2 separate regions of the Sus scrofa genome follow, and region 2 is linked to region 1. The links are chromatin contacts, called in public HiChIP or PLAC-seq maps. All regions are on one chromosome and are shown on one strand. Each heading gives the region's core, a stretch centred on a gene start, on an enhancer-like site or on the middle of the called end of the contact. The rest is flanking DNA. Distances are from core to core; before and after follow the strand shown.

Region 1 (3,964 bases), core at 478-2,977:
AGGTTCAAGAAACTCCCTTTGCCTTTTGATAGTCTGAATCTGCTGAGGCCACATGAGGGTCATCCAACTGCCTTGACAGCTGACATTAAACAGGAAAATAAATGAATCTCTAATTCATTTATGAATTAGAAATGTTAAGTACGGTCAAGGGGGAAAAAAAAAAAGAAAGAAGAAGAACAGTTCAAGGCACCAGACAGGGCTGATAAGACCACTTTAGACCAGGCAGTCAGGGGGCACTTCTTTGAGGAGATGACTGTTGAGCAGAGACAGAGGGATGAGGGATGTGATGAAAAAAGCCAGCTCCCCAAGTATCGGAGAGAAGAGTGTTCCAGTCAGAGGAAACAGCCAGTTCAAAGGCCCTGAGGTGGAACTGGTTTGGCACATTTGGGGCAGGATGAAAGATGAGTGTGGCTGGAGCAGAGAGGGCGAGGCAGGGAGTGGGAGGACATGAAGTCGAGGAAGCAAGGGCAGGAGGGGGCAGGCCAGGGTTCTAACAGGAACCTGTAGGGACTTGGGTTGTGTTTTGAGTGAGGTGGAGCCCTGGAGGGTTCTGAGCAGGATTCAGGTGGAAGATCTGACTTCGTTTCTAGCAGGCTCCTTCTGACTACAGCAGGGAGAACGGACTGCAGAGAGATGAGGGCTGAAGCCAGGAGACCAGCAAGGAGTAACAGCTCGTCCAGGGGGCAATGGGTAAGATGAAATGAAACCTGTGCCTGAATTCACCAGGCAGAGAGTGGCAGTCACAGGATTAGAATCAGACCTCCTGGGTCCCAGCTCCACGCTCTGCCCACTGTCTCACAAAATGCACATGTGCCCAGCATCCAGGGGCACCACCTTAGGCTGAAGGATGTTTGATGGGATTTCTTTTCCAGTATGTTCTCTATGAAACGACGGTGAGATAGGTTAACTAGCCTAAAATTGTACTCAGACTGCCTCCATGGAAAAAGTCCATCTTGTATCTTGGAAAAAAACCCAAAGACAAAACCCAAAAAACCCTCACATGTGCCCAGCACTCATAGTTTGCAATTCCCTTTGCTGACACGCTCTCATCAATCCTTCAGAGAAACCCCTTAAGGCAAAGTACAACTGTGATTTAAGAAACCGGCGGTAAGCTCCCAGAGGTAAGCTCCCTGGTGGAGGATTCCCAGGTGTAAATGAGGGTGGGGTGTGTGGAAGGGGTGCTAAGTGGTGGGTTCCAGGCCTTCCAGCTGGGAGCCCAGGTTCTCACCAGCAGCCAGGGGTGGCCTCTTGCAGAGCCACTAGCACCAGAGCCCAGCATCCTAAGTGCCAGATAACTGTGACAATGGCCACTATATTCCGAGCCCCTGCCGCGCTCCAGGTACAGATCTGGGCGCTTCACATCATCGGTGTGTCCCTCACAGCAGTTGAGGCTGGGGTACTCAGAGCCAGGTCCGGTCCAACTCCATCCCTCCCAGACCAACAGCATAGAAAACGAATGGTCTCTAGTCCTTCTGGGGCAGGGATGCGTCGGTGTCGGGGGGCGGGGGGCAGAGTGTGGGGACGGCTCAGGTGGCACGTCGGGGAGTCCAAGGCCCGCCACAATCCCTCCTCCCCCACCACGTAGCCTCCATCCTCACACTTCCTTCTCCATCCCCATTCCCCTCCGCCTCCCCGTATTCCTTTCCTTTTTCTTCCCCAAATCCCCACCCAGCCCTCTCTGTACATCCCCCAACCCCTTCTCCTACATCACTCCTCCCGTCCTCTACATCCTCCTCCTTCCCCTCAAACCCACATCTCCTCTCCAGCGTGTCCACATTTTCCACACATACGCCCCCCACCCCTTTCTCAGTCCAGCGCCTTAGAGCCCGTCCGGCGGGAGCCCCTGTCCACCCTCCGACCTGGGAGGGATCGCAGGCCCCGCCCCGCTCCGCCCCGCCCCCAGGCAGATGGGCGGGGCCAGGGGGAGGGGGGTCGGCCTCGGGACTAGGCCCGCGTGGCCGTTGAGGCAGACCCGCAGCTTCCCGCGCTCGGCCGCGGCAGCCCGGTCGCCGGTCCTGCCATGTCCTGGGCCGTGGTCTTCGGCCTCCTGGCCGCGCTGCTACTGCTGCTGCTGCTGCTGCTGTTGACCCGCCGGCGCACGCGGTGAGTGCCCCCCGCCCGGCTCGCTCTGCCCGGGGCTAGACAAAGGGGGCGTCGCGGCTCTCGGCTCCCGGCCGCAACCCGGCTGCAGCGAGGGGGTCGCCGAGACAGCGGCAGGCCGGCGCCGGAGCCCCATGCCCCACTCCCGCAATAGGACAGGGTCCCCTGCAGCCCCGGGCGAGCCCTTCAGAGGTGGGAGTGCAGCCCCCCGGCCCGAGGGGTTCCCGCGCTGCTCCCGGCCCCGGGGCGCGGGCCCGGCCGAGCGGCAGTTGCCGAGAGGGCATAAAGTTGGGAGACGCTCGTGGGAAGGTGCGGGAACAGGGGCCCCCGAGGGCGAGAAGTGAAGTCAGGTCCTGGCCCAGAGCGCGAGGCCAGGGACCAGCGAAGGGGTTTCAGGTGGGAACCGAGAGTCACAGGTGCGGAGTGGGTGCGGACAGGTTGGGCGTGACTCCCGGCCTCCACCTGGATGCCGCACCAACTCGAGATCAACTCTGTATCAGCCTTGCTCCTCATTCCCATTGCACGGATGGCAGAGTTGAGGCAGGGGTGGTAGGCAGAGGCCCTGCCTGACCTGGATGAAGGGGCTGGGAAGGCTCAGTATTTCCCTGTGCCTGAGAACTCAGGCCCACAAAGGGGTCTCCCTTCTGCGGAGGTTCCATAGCCTGGACACAGTAGAACCCGACCAGATGTCTCAGCTTCCTAGGCGCAGAGGTTCTCCTGCCCCATTGAGAATCTGTGATTTAGGAGAAACACTAAGACCCATCCGTCTCAAATGGCAATAGGTCTTTTGCTTTTTATAAAATGGTTTTAAAAAATAATTTGAGGAGTTCCCGTTGTGGCGCAGCGGAAACGAATCCGACTAGGAACTATGAGGTTGCGGGTTTGATCCCTGGCTTGGCTCAGTGGGTTAAGGATCCCGCATTGCTGTGAGCTGTGGTGTAGGTCGCCGACGCCGCTCAGATCTGGCGTTGCTGTGGGTGTGGTGTAGATTGGCAGCTACAGCTCTGATTAGATCCCTAGCCTGGGAACCTCCATATGCCAAGGGTGCGGCCCTAAAAAGCAAAATAAAATAAAATGAAATAATTTGAATTGTACAAGGAATACATTTGACTTAAAACGAACATTTATCGCATTATAGATAAGACTGAAGCCCTTCTAACCAGGCTTCCGATAATTCTGGACCTCTCCTGTTGATTAATTTGGGAGGAACCTTCCAGAGCTTTTTTAAAGTACACTTTTTAATTTTAGACTGGTTTTATATTTACAGAAAAGTTGTACAAAGAGTTCCCAGATACCCCCTCACACAGTTTCCACCACTGTTAACGTTTTACGTTATCATGGAACAGTCATTAAAACTAAAAAACCAGCGCTGGTCTGTTAGAATTAATCAAGCTCCAGACTTTATTTGAATTTCATCAGTTTTTCCCCTAACATCTTCTTTCTGTGCCAGGATCCCATCCAGGGTACCTCACTGCCTTTGGTTGTCATAACTCCTCAGCCTCCCAGCTCTTGAGAGAATTACTTTTATGCACATAGACGTTAAGCCCGTTAGTCCGTAGATAAGACAGGGCAGTGGAAGTGTGTGTTAATGCGTGTGTGTGCATTTAATCAGTGTCAGAAAATTCCAGAAATTTTCTGGAAACTATTTTTAAACAGTGTATTAGTGTGAATTTCTAAACAATGAGCTCACGATATTTTTCTTTAAGAGCCAGACACTTTTCCAGGTGAGATTTAAAGCCATGCATTCAATCACTTGCCTGGAAAAATTGAAAACGAAAAAGAATAAATGCATCAGATAAGTGACCCTACGGAGAAATGAATTGTTTTTCCTAAGTTGTCAGGCTTTTTAGAAGCTCTCTATAGA
Region 2 (3,964 bases), core at 633-3,132, 300 kb before region 1:
CTCATGAGAAATACAGATAAATAAAGAGCTCCAGGTGTTCTGGGGGGGGGGGGTTGTCAGGTTTAAACCTATGTAAAAATCCACTGTGATAAGAGCTGAGATGATATTATGAAAGACAGGAGTTCCCGTGGTTGTGCACTGGTAACGAACCCGACTAGTATCCCTGAGGACTAGGGTTTAATTCCTGTCCTTGCTCAGTGGGTTAAGGATATGGTGCTGCTGTGAGCTGTGGTGTAGGTCATAGATGCAGCTCAGATCTGGCACTGCTGTGGCAGTGGTGTAGGCTGGCAGCTATAGCTCCCATTTGAACGCTAGCCTGAGTACTTCCACATGCCTTGGGCCCTAAAAAAAAAAAAAAAAAACAGTCAAAAAAAATTATGAAAGACAGTGCAGTTGTGGAGAATCAGAGAAAGGTAGGTCTTTGCTTGCAGAAATCTGAGAAAGTTTCAGAAAGGATGCGTGGATTGAGCTGGGGCTGGAAGCCAAGAAAGCAAGGAAGGGAAGAGGGGAAAGGAAGAACATTTGTACTGAGGGAACAGCAATATAGAGGCACAGAGGCCAGAGGGGCAGAAGAGCATGGTAAGTGCCAAGAGCCAAGACCATGTTAGGGAAAGAGAACCTAGCATAGAGTGGGCTCTTAGTCTTCATTAAGAGGCTAAGTTAGAACGAGCTGTTCAATGGCAGATACGATCAACAAAGTCTTGAGTATGTGCTAGGTATTTTGCAAGCACAAGGATTTAGAGCAGGGGTGAACCACAAAACCAGAGCTCAGAGCAACATGGTGGGAGACAGATCCATGAAGTGAAGTGACAAGCCACCAGTGTTGATGCCAGTGTGGTCTATACTGAAGATGTCTGGAAAAAAGTCACGAAGCAAGGAGGCAATATTTTGGCTCGATCTTTCCTAACACTGGCTTCCATTTAGGGAAGTTGAGGGCAGAATTTAATCATTTTCTTAAACAGTAACCAGATTTTAAAAACAAACTATTTATACATTATTTTTTAGGGCCGCACGGAGGCATATGGAGGTTCCCAGGCTATGGGTCCAATGGGACCTACAGCTACCGGCCTACACCACAGTCACGGCAATGCAGGATCCGAGCTGCATCTCTGAGCTGCATCTGCAACCTACACCACAGCTCACCGCAATGCTGGAGCCTTAACCCACTGAGCAAGGTCAGGAATCAAACACGCATCCTCATGGATACTTGTTGGATTCCTTTCTGCTGTGCCACAACGGGACCTCCATTTTTTTTCTTTTTTCTTTTTTTCCCTTGTTTGGCCGCCCTACTGGAGCTCCTGGCCAGGGATCAGATCCCAATCATTGCAGTTCCCACCTAAGCCCAGGCCAGATCCTTAACCCACTGAGTGAGGTCAAGCATGGAACCAACATCCTCATGGATACTAGTCCGGTTTTTAACCCTCTGGGCCGCAAGGGGGAACTCCCCCCTCACTCTTAAACACACCCTGCATCAACAGTCCTCTCAAGGATGAGTTCAGTCTCGCATGATACTGGGCATCAGACTTACTTTTTTGGGGGGGGGGTCGTGCAGAAGTTCCGGGGCGAGGGATCGAACCCACGCCACAGCTGCGACCCGAGCCACAGCAGTGGCAACCCGAGATCCTTAACTCGCTGCACCACCAGGGAACTCCTCACTTTTTCGAAGCCTACGGCATGTCCACCTGTACAATGGGGGTGAGGGATCCAACCGTCAGCTCCTGCCCAGGCGCAGCTGGGAGTTCAGTTCGCAGATCGTCTCTGCAAGGGGAAAGTCCGAGAGGTGGAGGCAGTCTGCGCTTGCAGCTGAGCAATCCTATCCCGGCTCCAGGCCGGTTCCCATGACAACCTGGCCGGCCACCTTCCCGGGCCGATGGTTGCGTCACTTCCTGTCCGTTTATTTCCGGGTCCGAGCCCGAGACGCGGTAGCGGTCCTTCAGACCCTAAAGCAGGATTCCGCGGCTTCTCTACTCACTCTTCGGCCTTCCACTTCTTCCTCCGCCGCGGGCGGGTATCGGCTTCTGCCCGGCCCAGCGCGCAGCCGCAGCACAGCCTCCATTTGGACCCGCCTCCGACAGACGTCACTTCCTAGCTGAGTGTTTCCGGGTCGCCGCGGCCCCGGGGTACTGGTCTCGGTCCCCTGCAGCCGGCCGGAGCGGCGAGAGCCCAGCCGGGCCTGGCTCCGGCGGCGGCCGCGGCTCCTTCTTGCTCCCCTCGTCCGGGGCGTCCTCGGCTGCAGTGCCGGGGTGAGTGCGGGGCGGCCGGGGCGGAAACGGCCTCTGGGGCTTTCCCGGGCGGAGGGGGCGCCTGTTCGGCGGGGCTCGGCCGGCCCGGGAGCCTCGTCCCTTCGCGGCCGTCGGGGCCGACGGGCCGGCCCGCCTTTTGGGCCCTTCAGCTAGTAGTCTTCAGGATCCTCAGTCTCTCCGGCACGGGCTGGCTCTCAGACTCCTGCGACCGGCCATGGGTGGCTCCGGGCAGTCAGGAGAAACACCCCTTCTTCGGCGACTAACAGCAGCAGGACACCCCGATTCCACCGTGAGGCAGTTACCGCGCAGTGGTCCTCAGCCCAGGCTCTGGAGGCAGGCTCTGGGGTTTGTACTCACTCTGTGACCTTGGACAAGTCACTTTATCTTCTGAGTCTCAGCTGCCTAAAATTAGTTAAACGGGGAGTGAAGCTGCCTTATAGGGCTGTGGTGGCGACGAGGCGAGATGATGCACGTGAAGCAGTCTGGCATACAGCAGGCGTCCAGTAAATGACAGTTGCTGTTATTCATTCACAGACCCGTGCGGAGGGCCTGAGTTAGGGACTAGGATGTTTTTCACAACGATGTGGCCCTAAGAGGCTGTGGGAATTATCAGGCTGGGAATAGCAGCCGCCAGCTTCTGACCTCTGCAGGGAGGGGACCCTGGTTCCTTTAGAGCCCCTTTGAGGGTGGCAGCTGCCACTGAGGGAGCCCGGTTTCAGCTTCACTGAGGTTATTTTCAGAGGTTTGGAAGCCCTCTCTGAATTTGCCTGGAATCGAGTTGGGGTGTGGGGACCCTCTGGCGTTTCACAACGAGTGGAAGACTGGTTGGGATGTGTCTCAGGGGCCTCTGGCTTGGAATGAGTGCAGAGGAGTGGCTGCGGAGGTGGAGGGGGTTGAACTGAGCTCCCCTTGTTGCTGTTCAGAGGCCAAGGGAACTCTGAGCTGCCTGAAGCTAGCTAGATCCCTGGGCTAGCTGGTAAACCTGTGCACTGGGGCCGTGCTGGGCCCAAAATAGCTTCTGCCTGTGCAGGGAGGGGGCGCCTTCAGATGCTGCTTGGGGAATGTTTCTGCTTGAATGGGCCAGCTGAGGTAAAGCCAAGCTCATGCTTTGCTATCCAAAATCATTTCCATTCCGTTCAGTGGGGTTTTAAACATACAGCTTTCCTTTGAGGTGTTTACAAAAAATAATAATTTAAACAGCTGCTGACTCCCTGACTGCGATATTTCTCTCATCATTGATTTGCTTTTCAAAGGGGGCCGGGATTGTGGGCGCAGTAAGTGCTGACCAGGCCTCTTGGCTCTGGGCACCCGCCTGATTCTGTTAGGGATGTTCACCGTGCCATTTTTTTTTTTTTTTTTTTTTTTTCCGCCAGACTGGCACATCTTGGCGTTCCAATCCTTGGGTTGCTTGGAGAAATTAACGGCTTCTGTCAGTGTGCTGTCTTGGTCTCCTGTAACCACGCTGTTTTTGCAGAGAGCGTGTTTTTTGTTGTTCTTGCAGAGTGCTAGGAATAAATTGCTCAGAAGAGACACCAGCTATGACCAGCTACAATGCAGCCTGTATTCTCAGAAAATGAATTCAGGAGAGATGATGTCAGCTGCTTTACCACTGGCCGGTCTCTGGCCAGCCTCTCCTCTTGGCCCTTGAGCTTACATCATAAAGAGATCTGTGGCTCTTCCAGCCGCATTCTATGTGAGAAGAGGTCAATTTTGCTGCTACA

The links. HiChIP or PLAC-seq counts read pairs in DNA pulled down with a chosen protein or histone mark.
Region 2: a contact with region 1 is called in an H3K27ac HiChIP or PLAC-seq map of skeletal muscle, with 4 times the contacts expected there. The contact joins the promoter of SPATA2 here to the promoter of PTGIS in region 1. A contact is called at or near these places in 1 of 47 Hi-C or Micro-C datasets (omental adipose tissue) and 1 of 2 datasets of contacts at active chromatin or transcription factors (skeletal muscle).

What each region holds. Positions count from the first base shown.
Region 1 is chr17:51,198,278-51,202,241 of Sscrofa11.1, reverse strand. PTGIS (prostacyclin synthase) reads left to right here and starts at 1,727. Exons shown (of 10, transcript XM_005654247.3): 1 at 1,727-2,103. The coding sequence starts at 2,021.
Region 2 is chr17:51,498,818-51,502,781 of Sscrofa11.1, reverse strand. It overlaps SPATA2 (spermatogenesis-associated protein 2), which reads left to right and starts at 1,882. Exons shown (of 3, transcript XM_021077959.1): 1 at 1,882-2,243.